3 separate regions of the Zea mays genome follow, and regions 1 and 3 are each linked to region 2. A link is a contact called in public Hi-C data. All regions are on one chromosome and are shown on one strand. Each heading gives the region's core, a stretch centred on a gene start, on an enhancer-like site or on the middle of the called end of the contact. The rest is flanking DNA. Distances are from core to core; before and after follow the strand shown.

Region 1 (4,767 bases), core at 222-2,721, 320 kb after region 2:
ACTACATGTTTTTTGAGTATTTAAGTTTTATCTTGCTAATTATTCCTAACATCAATTAGATTGTTTTCTTATATGTTTTAAAGAATTTTATAGCCTTAGTTTAGTAGTCCCTCATGATCTGTTCTCTGGATCCGTCACTAGCGACAAGTGATGTACTCATGCTAATGTCGTGTAGCAGTGGCACCGTGAAATAGTGAATTGTTATGCATATTGAACTTTAAAGGCCTATATATAATATATCATGTTACTATGAGGTCATGGTGTATTTGTTACATTGAGTTGAACGTTTGAAGTGGTTAGAAGTGTTGATATTGCCGAGTTTAATTCTTGGTTCCCGACTGTTACCGATATGTTCTCGATCGATGGTATTGTTTACTGACATCTTGTTACTCTTGGTTTCACTTTTGTGATCGACGATTTCGTTACCATTTTTTCATTTTTTATATTAGATTAAAATACGTATTTGAAGTGGTTTGAGGGTTTTCCGACCATTCCTATTTGGTTTCATTCCGAAGGACTCGGAAGTCAGGATCCATCTTTGACCCCAACAACAGGAAAAGTAATGTGACTAAGAGCAACTCCAAGAGATTAGCTAAAAAGACTAACCAAATTTACTGATTTAGCTACTCTCTAAAATAGATTTTAAAGAAAAAGTGTAGGCTAATCCAACAAAACTCGGTAAACCTACGGACTGAATAGAGAGTGAAACAGGCTATCCAAAATTGGAGAGCGAAGATAGAGAAATAGAGAGCCACTAAATTTGAAGAGTCGTTTATTGGATATAATTTTCTTTCAATATTAGCTAAATTTACCTTTACAAAACCATATACCTAGTCTCTTGGAGTTGTACTACCTCTCATCTAAATTAGAAGTTATTCTAGCTTTTCTAAATTAAAAATGGCATTCATACAATGCTTTTATGTAATATTTAGATGGGAAGGTGAATTTATAACTTATATATGATACAGGAGCATAAATTATTTTATTATAGATCAAGCGTACAAGCTAAAAATTTTCTACTAAAACGTACTATATCATAAGTTTATTTATACATTACTTATGTAGAGTTCAACAAAATTGTTTTTTTAATTTTTCTGTAATTTAATACTCTCTCCTTCTTCCTTTTTTTATTTATCACGTTTTAGTTCAGAACTAAAATAAATTAACGGACGATAAATATTCGAAAACGGAGATGATGTGATATTTTAAAATTCAGCAGAAACAAACAATCGAGGAAAAAAGAGAAAATACTGAAGGACAGGGGGTTCACAAATCCGGTTTTAGAAGATGACGAAGAAACTATATTCAATTTAATAATTGAGCAAAAAACTGATTTTTACCATACTAAAATGGTTTTTTTCCTCACATCACACCGGAAAGGGCGTCAGAGCGCTATCAAGTACGTCTGCGAAGCAGCCCACCAGCAGGGACCAGGCATGCCCTGGGCCAGCACCACGTTGACGACGCGGTTCGCCGGAGGACCAGCCGGAAAACACCAGGAAACATCAAACACACCCGTTCCCTTCCATAAAACCACCTGACCTGACAGACCCGTCCACCGTCCATCCGTATTCCCGTCACGCCCCCAACACCCCCACAACCCGAAGCAGCGAAAGCTCCCCTAACCCTCTCCGCGCATCCGATCGCAAGGAAGAAGAGGGAGATGAGCTACTACGGGCAGCAGCCCCCCGTCGGCGTCCCGCCGCAGCAAGGTGCGGCGCCGTCTCCTCCCGTCTTCGATCTATCTGCTAGTTTATCATCACCCAAACATCTGGAGAACCTCTGTGTTCCCCGCTTACTTTCCGTGCTATATGTAATTAGGCTAATTATCTTCCGCGTGCGGATCTTGATTTCACCAGGCTACCCGGGCAAGGACGGCTACCCGCCAGCGGGGTACCCGCCGGCCGGCTACCCCCCGCCGGCGCAGGGCTACCCTCCGCAGGGCTACCCGCCGCAGTACGCGCAGCCGCCGCCTCCACAGCAGCAGCAGAGCAGCGGGCCTTCCTTCATGGAGGGATGGTACGTTCTTGGCTCCCCCACTTTTGTGCCGCGCAGCCGCTCATAAGTTGTTCCTAGATCGGAGTGTCTTCGAAAATTTCCTCGCTAGGTTAGATGGTAGGCACCTTCCTTCGGCTCACCGGCGGCGGCGGCGACTGCCGTGCTGGTGCGGCACGTTGGCCCCTGTGGGTGGGTGGGGTCTTGACTTGACGCGTGAACCACCCTTGGAAAAGGGCGCCGCCGCCACGCCACGCCACGCCACCCTCGTGGCCTTTCCGTGGCGACGTGTCGGTTGCTACACGCAAAGGTAGTAAGTGTCTTAGACCGTCTGATCTGAGACTGGCGGTCCGGATTGCTAGCCTCGGCGATCACATTTTCCTGCTGCCGTTCCACATGCGAGGAGCTAATCCGACGGTCGGGTTGCTGTCAGTGTGAGGCTTTCAGATTCCTTCGGTTTGGTTGAATGGATAATATACTTGCGTTGACGCGTGAGTACCAATGAGATAAGATGGTGTTCGAGCATCCACCGTAGTTGTTACAACTTGAAATTGGGATATTTGCAATGCTCTCTCTCTCTTTCTTTGGTTGGACCTTTTTTTATCTTAACAATGGTTCACGCGCCATTTGTGATTTTGAACAGCTTGGCTGCCCTCTGCTGCTGCTGCCTCCTGGACGCCTGCTTCTGAGAGTGAGAGGGGCCGACCGACGGATTCGACACGGCGACAAGTGAAACTACTAGCTTTCTATGCGAGGGAGAGAGAGAGAGAGCTGGAACTGGATTGAGCCTGGAATGCTATCGTGCTATTCTAGCTTTGTCAGAGCATAATATGTCGCCCTAGTTTTTTATTTCTCTCTGTCAATGTTGACGGGATCAGACGGTGTGTGTGTATTCTGCCTGTGGATGTTCCGTGTTTCTGGTGGAATTCAATCCTGGGATTTATTGTGCCACTTGGGATCGGTTTCTTTGCTATTACTCTGTTGCCGAGGAGCACGTTTTGTTGCGATTTTTGAACTGCACACGTCACGCCTTTTAATTTATCACCTTATTCTTTGTCATGGTACGTATCCATCGTCTTGCGCTTTTGTGTCGCTTTTGTGTCTTTGACTGTTCAAGACTCTGCAAGTACACAGAGTCAATCCCAGCATCTAGAGACTAGTTGCCGCGTCGCGATCACGCTCCTGCAGCCTCCTTGAATCTTTATCCGGTGCGTATGAGACTTGACTTTGGTGTACATAAGTGCACGTATGACACTTGACTTTGGTCTACATGAGTGCACCTGAACTACCAAAGTTCATTAAAAAATCTGAAAAAATTCATACATATTCTTTCCATTCTACTCAAGTTATATACAATTTAAACTTAAAATTATATATATATATATATATATATATATATATATATAATGTTCATAAAATGCTCATTTACACCTTATGTGCACCAAAGTCTCATATGCACCGGATATGTTCTCCAGTGGTTCACCCAACAAGGCCACACCAACTGCACTTTCACAGGCGCGTACTCGGTATCTTAGACCTTGTTCAGTTACCAGAAGGGGATTAAATTTCTTTCTAGTCAAAATTGAATAGAAACACATCTAGTCCACCTCAGAGTATGTTCATTTTATGTGCAATCCATGTGGATCGGACGGGATTGAGTAGAATTAAAATCTCAAACAACTCAAAATCGTTCATAATTTTTTTAATCTCATCTATGGGAATACCCGAACAAGGTCTCAATTTTTATGATCCCTGTGAGACTAAACAGGGCCTTAGCAGGCTCTTGTTCCGCTTCAGCAAAACCTTAAGCAAGAACCCGACAGCTAGGTACGTGTTGACACATAAAAATGTAATCCTATTAAAGCCGGTTAGGTCGGCCTCTAAACACGACTAGATCGAGTCATCCAACGTCAATCAGGAGATCTTTTTAAACATGTTTAGTCCAAATGACCAATAGTCGATTAGGCTGTCATTTAATCTCGGTCAATCTGTCTTATTGCTATCAGATCGGCTACAATAGTCTATTCTCGTAAAATTCGGTCTAGCCGTATTTTAAATTTAGTTAGACCGAATTTTTCAAGATTCTAATTCGATTTATTTTTCCCTCTGGTCTCCTATTATTTAGGCAACATATCGTGTGCAAACGATACATTTGGTACAACCGTGCAAACGCTATATTCGGTACAACATAACCTGGTTTGGTACTGATCCAACTTCTTAAGATCTTGTTCGTTTGTCTAGGATTTCACCTAGGAATCATTCAAGCAGATCAAAACTTAATAGAATCATTCCAACTGATCAAAACTTAAATAAATTAGACAACAATTTGGCTAGGTATAATTTCAGGCCATGGTTCCTTGGGAATCGAACATGCTCTAAGGCATGTTTGGATCCCAGGAGCTAAAACAATAGTGACTAAAATTTAGTCACTTCAGTAGCTAAAATATGCAAACATGATGAGTTAAAAGCAACTAAAATGATAAAAAAATTGTAGCTAAAAATTAGTCGGTTTGCTTTAGCTTCTGGATCCAAACAGACACTTAAGGCATGTTTGGTGTGGTGCCTATTCTGTCACACCGCGTCTAACCTGCAGCGGCCAAATTGGCCACCACACGAACTGCTTGAAAAGTGTAGCGTGATTTGATGTGTGAAGCAACACACAAAACATGCCCTAAGTTTTCTAACCTCACTCATGGTTGTGCATTAACCGCACCAAATCCACTCCTGATCCCTAAGCTTGGGATGAGCTATGCAGAGCCGCGCTAGCAAGGC
Region 2 (4,804 bases), core at 1,060-3,559:
ACTGTATAGTTTATTATTAACAAAAGGCACAGGAAAAGTCAATCTGCTTACATAACACGATTACACGAAGCTGACTAACAAGCACTAATGTTTGGTCAAGTTCCAATCACTGGACTGAGAGCAAATAAACTTGGCAAATGTCAGACACATGACACAAGTTGCCATAGACTAGCGCCCCATCGACGCTGTCGCTACGTAACGCTCGATCGGCTCGATCCCTGCCTTTCCCAGCAGCTCTGATCGGATCATGCTACGCTTGAGGTCAAACCATTTGCCGCCGGCTGGTCTAAGATTGACCACTCTCACCAGCACTTCCAACCCTGCCATTTCTTTCCGGTTTGGTACCGAAGAAGACTGACAAGAGCGAGCGACGCGTACATTTCTTTTTCTTTTTTTTTTTGGACGTGTCTGCAGTCCTGCACTTCCACCCTGCGTACGCAGTGCGTAAACGTATACGTTATCATCAGCATGTGGATCGAGGTGGCGGCAGAAGCTGGTACAATTGATCATAACATGCACGAACAGGATATTAGAAATGACCGTGCAAAAGAAACTACAATAAAAGAATTTCTGGCTCTATAAGAATTTCTTAAACCTATAATATATCGTATTTTTCCTAGCTAGCTCATCTACTAGTAGTGAGTAGTACCATTAATGTGGACATTCCGAATTGAAGCGACTGGCGTGAAGTCTCCTTGGCATGCAACCTCTCGTAATAAGGTAGTAGTAGTAATTAAGTTATAACGTCGTGGTGTGGGTGTACAGCAGCAAAACCCTCTCACAAGCACCTACTATTAGTCTGCGACTGTGTGGCATATATACATGCGATCGAGGAGCGAGGCGAGGGTGACGACGCCGGCCTCATCTCAGAACTGTCCCTATCCCTTAATTCCAAAACTTCATGGACTCAGAGAAATGATAGTCACAATGTTTTTCTATCTATCACAAGTTCACAACGACAGCGGTGTCTTCGAGATCACCGCCGCGAGTACGAACATTAAATCGACAGTGTCGGTATTTGAGCAATACTGTCGATTTATATTTGCATTGGCAACTAGTACTACGGCATCTACTATAACGAATCGGTGTTGATGAATCGACCATGAATATGGATTATATATGTAGTGGTGTTGGTATGATTTGTAAGAAAAACGAATCCTTTTTACTAGAAGTGCTCAAATATACTACCACCTACATAGAAGCCTCTCTCTAGTCAAGAAAAACCTTTTGATGTTGCCTTGGATCATTGCCAGGCTACTTGTGCTACGTTGCTTTCCTTATAGTTCATAGTCGCGTGCGAGAAAAGGCGGTAGCCAGCTACTCCTCGGGCTCCAGAGCATGATCCTCTCCGGATTTCCACATGTTTGGCGATCCATGCTTAATCAAATAGTCATGTCGACATCATGATGCTTACCCTTCTGGTTGCCAAAAAAGATACGAACACATTTTGTCAGTATCTAGAAAAAATGCAATTGCACACCGTATCATTTTATTGTATATATTAGTTATTTATACACGTCAGCGCCACCATGGTTAGGGTGTGTTGACGGACCCCCCACCACCACTATACGATCCAGAAGTAAAAGGAGGCGTATAAAAAAATGGATTCTCAATGCAAAAGTAGAGTCAAAATTAAAGGAGGTGACGGGGGGATAACACTGGCAGACAGATAAGAAATCATCGCACGCACTTAGAAGAGAGGGAAATGGTAAAGATTACGGCATGATTAGGACGTCGGCGCTTTTTAATTGTGTGTACACAAGAAAAAATCGGCCGGTGAGATGTGCTGGAAAAGCCAAGGGATATGGTTGCTTGCCTGCTGTAAATCCGATTGAGATGCCCTGCGTCTGCGTGTGGTAGAGCTCCGCTGCAAAAGGTGCGTGCTTTGCTTTCTGCGGTACTAATCAAAACCATGAGCTTGCACTTGTTTTTTTTTAAAAAAAAACGTATTCCAGTACCGACATAGTACGTGCGTGTGCAGTACAAAGGCAAAAGAGATATTTACAGGTGCAATACTGTCACAATTATTTCACCTTTTTGGACCTTTTGTAGGAGTATAAGGGTAGAACAAGACGATATCTCATATATAGTGGTGGTAAAAGAAGTCCCATGTAAGAGTCTGAAATTTATGAGATTAGTAAAAAAATAAGGAATATGCAATTTTGAACACAGGCGCGCGGCGGGTCCCACCGCGCGCGTCACGCGACCGAAACCGCGGACGACGCGCACGGGCGAGGCACGCACGGACGGCGAGACGCCACGCGCGACGCGCGGGTAGAAATACTCCACTCGGTCGGCGCCACACCGATAATAATGCCCTCCTCCCTCGGCGGAAACATCCAATCCCCGGGCCACCACTACCTGCCTGCCCGTGCCCACGCTTCTTCTCTTCTCCTCCCCAAGCCCCAGCCCCAGCTACCGCGCCCCCTCCTGTCTGTTCCTGTTCCACCAGCGTCGGCCTAGCTACCTGGCCGTCCCCTCTCCGAGTTACGGTCGGAAGCCTCAGCTGAAGGATCTGCCCTGGGCGCCCAGCCGGACGACGGGACAGGTACGTGCTTGCCTCCTTCCTTGCCTTGCTTGCCTTCTCCTTCTCCTTGGGTACTGTAGCTGGTACCAGCTCGGGCCTGCCCTGTGTGCAGTTGGTAATCCAAACGGATGGGAAGCTGCTGTGTTTGGTTGATTTGCTTGAACGCTCAGGTTGAAGATCCTGTAACTCTGCTCCGGCCGCGTGTCGTCTCTGCTTTCCCCCGCTACCGCTAGTGCCGTTTCGGAGCCTCGCGGTCTCACTGCGGCTGTCTTGAGCCTCGACCTTCGCGTGTGTCAGTTCGTTGCGCTGAGGGACGTGGGAGCTTCAGAACTGCAGTAACGAAGCTGCTCTGATGGGGGTGGGGGGAAGGGGGAGGGCTTGGCTTCGAAGAACAGGATCGTCTCGTACTACAAGTAAATCTACAACCCCCGTAGGGCATAGGCTTTATACACCACATTCATCATCCGTGGCCTTCCTTGTGAAGTCGTGGGGAATTTCCTGTCCACCCCTCCCCCCCCCCCCCCCCCCCCCCCCCCCCCCCCCCCCCCCCCCCCGACCATGGCAATCGCTCAGGTCCTAGGATGGATGAGCACGATGCACACTAGTGGTTTGGTGGGCTGGTGGCTAGTACGCGCCTACGCGGATCTCTTGACCCGCGATCGTACAAAAAAAACAGCAGATCTAGAAGCTTTTGACCACCTGATTTTCTGCATTTTAATATATATAAAGAGTACACACAAAACAAATCGTCTGCGGCAGGTGGTTCATGGTGGTACGGGTCAAACTCCTTGTGCGGCAGGGGTTGGTTTCAGTTTCACGCGGAAAATCTCTTCTGCTGACTGTTCATATACCTCCCGTTCAGTACTCAGCACGTACTAGTGTAGTACCCCGTCCCAAACTAACCCTCGTCTTATTTTTGACGAGTCAACAGACTTTAAGCTGGGCTAAAATTCTAGAAAACAGTATTGATATGTGTATCTCTAAATAGGGTTTACTATAAAACATATAGTATGATGTAGGTAATCTAATAATGTTTAGTTGGTATTATAAATATTAGCGTTTTTTTTTCTTCTTCTAGCTGTCTGTTTGGTCAGACTGTAAGATTAGTTAACTTGTCGGGATGTGAGATGCGTATCTCTTACCATGACGCAGAATCGTAGCTTTTCTTTGGTCAGCCTTACACACATCATCCTGCCCACCTTACGCTTCGTGCCGTTTCCGTCAGCAGGACTTCGGCGGCAGTTTAAACCGTGCCTGTGTTTGTCGCGGTGTGCTGCTGTGGTCCTGTTTATTATTGCCCGGTTCAGAATGCAAACTTTAGTGGAGGATTTGGGGATTACACAACTACTACTAGCATTTTCTGATTAGGCTAGCTAGTTATTTGCTCTTGCGTGGCTTTCAGAATTAGCATGGATGAAAATATCTGCTGTACGCTACCCTCAGTCAGTGAAGAGAACCTTTTTGAGATGAGATACTCTCTCTCTTTTTCTGATCGATTAGCACTACCAGAGATGATGTTTAAACGAGCTGCTATTTACCAACTGTAGAAATTTCTCAGCTTGCTTTCTGATGAATTAATTCCCAACTGTAGATATCCTTATTATTGAGTTCGTGCACCAGATTTAATTTCTGTAAGCGACAAGGCTGTGCAGTTGGTTCTCATATTTCACTGTCAAACTGCAGTACCAATTCCCTTACTTACTGGTACATTGCTTTGTAGGTTGTGTTCTCTCTCTCACATGCTTAATCTACTGTTGCAGGTTCTGTTTGGTCTTCATAAAGTAGAGCACTAGCTAGAAGACATATTCACACGCATCAGCTATCAAATTGCAAGCTTAGAATTGACCTCAAAGTTGGGACATGCTTGTCTTACCACAAGCAACTGATAGCTTGGAGTTGTAGTCCGGACTGTCTGCGCTGGACCAGTATGGCTGACACTCCAACGTCCCGCATGGTGCACCCCTTTGGCGACGCCCCAAGGCAGACTCCCAAGCAATTCCTGTATTCTGGTAACCCGCAGCACCTCTGCCATCCGTACCAGTCAGCTCCGGACACCCATGTCGTGCTCCAGCGCCGTTACACCGTGAGGTCTCAGTCTCACTCACCAAATAATGCTGGTTCTGAAGACCATGAGACTCACAAGCAGTACACGCTGGAGTCCTCAGCGGCTTCTGGTTGTTCAAGGCATGGTTCTCCCTCCAGCCAAAGCGTCCATGCCGGGAGTGGCAGCCCTGTGTCTCACGACGACAGCCACTCCGGCTCCACGAATGGCCATGG
Region 3 (4,798 bases), core at 784-3,283, 430 kb before region 2:
TCCCGATCCAAGCCGCGCCCAGTGGTGGTGGATTAGATCAACCTGCAACTGATTATATTTGACTGGATCATGTAGTTGGTCGTACCTGTTGTTGATATACTCATTGCGCTCGGAAAATGAACCATGACTAGTATCCGCCAGAACTCCGATGTTGTCAAAGCTTGTGTTCATAGACGAAGGTCCTTCATCTTCTACGATCATGTTGTGCAATATGATGCATGTTTTCATGATATCTCCAATGTGTTGTGGAGACCAACCATATGCAGGACCACGAACTATGGCCCATCGCTTCTGTAGTACTCCAAATGTTCGTTCAATGTCTTTTCTAGCAGACTCTTGAACAGTGGCAAAATGTTGGGTCCTCACATCATACGGATGACGGATTGTCTTCACAAACGCTGGCCAGTCCGGATAAATACCATCTGCTAGGTAATATCCCATGTTGTAGGTGTGTCCATTGACGGAGAAACTCACTGGTGGACTATCACCATGAAGATGCGAATCGAACAAGTTAGAACGCTGAAGAACATTGATGTCGTTACAGCTACCTGGCATGCCGAAGTATGCATGCCAAATCCATAAGTCATATGAGGCAACAGCTTCGAGGATCATTGTAGGGTGTTTACCACGACCGGTAAACATCCCCTTCCATGCAGTTGGGCAGTTACGCCACTCCCAATGCATGCAATCGACACTACCAAGCATACCAGGAAAGCCGCGTGATTCTCCAACATGGAGAAGCCTAGCGATATCAGCAGGAGTAGGTTTCCTAAGATAATACCCCCCAAAAGCAGTTTGTATGGCAGTGCAAAAGTGTTTCAAAGCCTCATGTGCTGTAGATTCTCCAATTCGTACGTACTCGTCAACGGCATCCGCAGGAACACCGTATGCAAGGATACGTACGGCAGCAACAACTTTCTGAAGGGCAGATAGGCCTAGCTCACCCGCACAGTTTGGACGTTGAACGAAGTACGGATCCACTTGTTGCACAGCAAGAACGAGACGCTCAAACACATGGCGACGCATGCGAAACCTATATTGGATAAACCTATATTTCAGTACAAGTGTGAAGTACGTACTATGGACGTGAATAGATGTGCGTAACAAAAAACATACCTCCTCCGAAATTGTGCATCCGTGTACACCGGTTGCGCGCAAAAGTAGTCGGCTCGGATTCTTGCATCACCGCTGATATGGTCACGATGGATTCGAACACGACCGGGAATGGAACCAGCATACCGTCGCTCGTTAAGTGCACGACGCCTACGATGTTGGTACGTCGCAACCTCGAGGTCATGGTCTTCATCTTCCATGTCTTGCGCCATGCGAACAAAAATATTGGAATCTACGAACGGGTTCATTGTTGTGGAGGAGTGTATGCGAAGTGTGAGTGAAGTCTTGAGGTAGTGAGTATTTATAGAAGGGATACGCTTCGGAGAGAAGCCATAGTCTTGTCGTGCAGCCGAAGCAAGTGGATGGCTTCTTGAATAAGTGTCGTGGCTTACGGTGGAAGCATGACAATTTCTAATCATTTGTTCGTACAATTTAAATACGGTGACACGTTTGTGAACAACAATTACAGAAATCATTAAAATATAATGTTATTTTTTGTTACAATTCAAAATTATGAAAGAACCATTTTTTAGATTATTATTTGTAAAATTATTGAATACATTATTTTTATCATCCTTACAATTTGATGAAATGGGTACAAATCAAAGAAAACAAAAAAAGAAATGGAAAAAGGAATTCTGTTATCACTGTAGCTTTAGGGGATCGAATTTAGGGGACGTTGCTGGAGACACAGAATATATAGAGGACAGAATCTTTTAGAGTGTCCTGTAAAGTACAGGGAATATTCCTTTAGGGGACGAAATTTAGGGGACGTTGCTGGAGACAGCCTAATAATCGCCAAAGCCCAAAAGAGATAGAGAGAGGAGAGACGCGACGCGAGGGGAGTGGAAAAAAGCAGAGCACAGATAGAGAGAGAAGGGGAGGGAAAGAGAGAGAGAGAGAGAGAGAAAAAAGATCCCCGTCCACCGCCCACCCGCTGCGCCGGCGCCCGGCTGTGCACGCACGGACGGACAGACGGACCTCCCCCCAAGCGGTGCCGGATTCAGTGCGGTGGGACAGGGGCTGGGACGGAGTGGGCGACAGATCGAGCGCTAGCGATGCCGCACCCGACGGACCCGGAGGCGGGGTCCGAGCAGAAGGCGGAGGCGCCGGCGGTGCCTTTGGCGGCTGCGGCGCCGGCTCCGGTCAAGAAGAAGCGGAACCTCCCCGGGACGCCAGGTCTCTGTGTGTGTGTCTGTGCCCCGCGGTTGCTCTGGGGTTGGCATGCGTGCTACTGCTGCCGCTGGCCCGCTGCTACCTCCGCGCCCACGCGCGTGCCCTGACGGTTTTGCTCGCTTGGCCTTGGCCGCCGCAGATCCGGACGCCGAGGTGATCGCGCTCTCGCCGGGGACGCTGCTGGCCACGAACCGCTTCGTGTGCGAGGTGTGCGGCAAGGGCTTCCAGCGGGACCAGAACCTGCAGCTGCACCGCCGTGGCCACAACCTGCCCTGGCGCCTGCGGCAGCGCGGCCCGGGCGCGCCGCCGCCGCGCCGCCGGGTGTACGTGTGCCCCGAGCCCGCCTGCGTGCACCACTCCCCCGCGCGGGCGCTCGGGGACCTCACCGGGATCAAGAAGCACTTCTGCCGCAAGCACGGGGAGAAGCGCTGGGCGTGCCCGCGCTGCGCCAAGCGATACGCCGTCCAGGCCGACCTCAAGGCGCACGCCAAGACCTGCGGCACCCGCGAGTACCGCTGCGACTGCGGCACGCTCTTCACCAGGTGCGTCATCGTTTTTTTTTTCCCGCCGCTTCCCGCTTCTCTTTTCTTTTCTTCTCTTCTTCCTCCCCACCGCCCGATTCGGGCGGGGGAAACTAAGCTTTGCGTTTTTTCATTGTTTGATTCATCGGGTGCTGCACTGGCTTGGTTCAGACGGGACAGCTTCGTGACGCATCGCGCCTTCTGCGGCGCCCTCGGGGAGGAGACCGGCAGGGTGCTGGCGCCACCAGCGCCGCCATCGCCTCGGCCGCCTGATTTGGAGGCTGACGAAAATGTTGCTGATTTGGAGGCTGACGAAAATGTTGACAAGGACAACGACAAGGAGGGGGAGGAGGAGAATGAGGATTCTGCCGTGGCCGAGGTGGAGGAGCCTCGGCGTGTGGAGGTGGTGCCAGAGGAGCCACAGCGCATTCCATCTCCACCTCCATTGCCGAAGGAGCCACCGTGCCGTCCGTCCCCACCTCCATTGCCGCAGGAGCAACTGTCCCCACCTCCGTCGCCAAAGGAGCCACCGTGCTGCCATCCGTCTCCACCTCCACTGCCAAAGGAGCCACAGCGGCTTCCATTTCCACCGGAGCAGCATGCAGTTGTGGTGGCATTGGTGCCAAATGTGGATGGTGTGCTCCTCTTGCATTCTGTTCGTGTGCTTGTCTTATTGCCCATGCATAAGATGTGATGAGACTTAAAGCAAGTTCTTGCTCTTCAAGTCAACCTTCCCATGCAACAAGAAAGCAATGCATGCGCCTTTTTGCCCAATTTGGTTGGCTAGTTGGTCAATTACCTCAATAGGGATGACCTGACTTGTTCTTCCATGTTTTTGGTTTATCTGCTGCAGAGCCAGAGGTGGTTGCTGTGCCAAGTGTGACTGCCGAATTAGAGGATGAAACCGATCAAGACGAAGATGCCTGTTTCCAGGAAGCTGATCAGTACAAGGACTCGGAGCTTGAGGTCTCCAATCTGCTGGACAAGGACACCCCGATGCTTCCTTGCTTCCTCGCGTCGCCCTCGGAAGCCATTGGCACCGATGGAAGCGGCACAACAACCTGCGGCGCAGGTGGCAGCGTCTCCAATTCCATCGCGCCGTCTACAACCACCAACACCTTCGCCGGCCTCTTCGCGTCGGCCACAACAAGCACCACTTCCCACAGCACATCTCTGCGCGATCTCATCGGCGTCGATCCCACCTTCCTCTGCCTCGCGATCGGAGCGCCGTCTCTGTTCCCGCAGACGAGCGCGAGCAACTCAGGCACCTTCGCCCTGCTGCCGCCGGCGCCGCACATGTCCGCGACAGCGCTCCTGCAGAAGGCGACGGAGGCTGGAGCGACGCAGTCGAGCTCATCGTTCTTGAAGGAGTTTGGGCTGGCCTCTTCCTCCTCGTCGTCGTCGTCGCAACCTTCATCGAAGCAGGTGCCCCAAGGAAGGGTCGGCGCCGCCGATACCAGCGCGGAACCACCATGGCCGTACCGGAGTAACCAGCAAGTGGATATGGAGCGTCGCCAGAGTCATCAACGGAGGGAGATGGAGTCATGTTCGCAACAATGGCACCCCTCTAGTACCCAGCAAACGGAGATGGAGCGCCGCCACCGGAATCATCATCAAGAGAGGGAAATGGAGTCCAGTTCGCAACAATGGCACCGCCACCACCGGAACGACCGGCAGATGGGGTCGGAGAGCTACCGGAGTAATCAGCAAATGCAGATGGAGTCCAGCTCGCACCAATGGCTGCAACACAGAAGCTCTGAGCAAATGGTGGGGCGGCGGCACCACCTGGAGAGGGTGGAATCCAGGGGGATGCTGCTGTCTGGTGGTGGCCTTGGTCTGGGCCTCGCATACGAAAGTGGAAAATCAGGCTTGCCTGATCTGATGACGGGACCATCGCCATCGCCATCGCCACTGTTGGGTCCCAAGCCAGCCACGCTGGACTTCCTTGGGCTCGGCATCGGCGGGACCATGGTCGGCTCCACGGGCCT

Evidence for each region. A called contact is a pair of places that touch in the nucleus more often than the background predicts.
Region 1: a contact with region 2 is called in a Hi-C map of leaf, with 8 times the contacts expected there. The contact joins the promoter of LOC100216813 here to the promoter of LOC100281447 in region 2. A contact is called at or near these places in 2 of 25 Hi-C or Micro-C datasets (bundle sheath and leaf).
Region 3: a contact with region 2 is called in a Hi-C map of ear, with 2.7 times the contacts expected there. The contact joins the promoter of LOC100383144 here to the promoter of LOC100281447 in region 2. A contact is called at or near these places in 2 of 25 Hi-C or Micro-C datasets (bundle sheath and ear).

The regions. Positions count from the first base shown.
Region 1 is chr2:214,976,217-214,980,983 of Zm-B73-REFERENCE-NAM-5.0, forward strand. LOC100216813 (proline-rich family protein) reads left to right here and starts at 1,472. Exons shown (of 3, transcript NM_001245895.2): 1 at 1,472-1,712; 2 at 1,860-2,019; 3 at 2,639-2,945. The coding sequence starts at 1,664. The coding sequence ends at 2,684.
Region 2 is chr2:214,658,372-214,663,175 of Zm-B73-REFERENCE-NAM-5.0, forward strand. LOC100281447 reads left to right here and starts at 2,310. Exons shown (of 2, transcript NM_001154365.2): 1 at 2,310-2,548; 2 at 4,288-4,804. The coding sequence starts at 4,455.
Region 3 is chr2:214,228,414-214,233,211 of Zm-B73-REFERENCE-NAM-5.0, forward strand. It overlaps LOC100383144 (Protein indeterminate-domain 11), which reads left to right and starts at 2,034. Exons shown (of 4, transcript NM_001175810.1): 1 at 2,034-2,292; 2 at 2,429-2,831; 3 at 2,982-3,445; 4 at 3,664-4,798. The coding sequence starts at 2,172. LOC103649274 (protein ALP1-like) reads right to left here and starts at 1,611. Exons shown (of 2, transcript XM_008673578.4): 1 at 1,117-1,611; 2 at 1-1,033. The coding sequence starts at 1,589.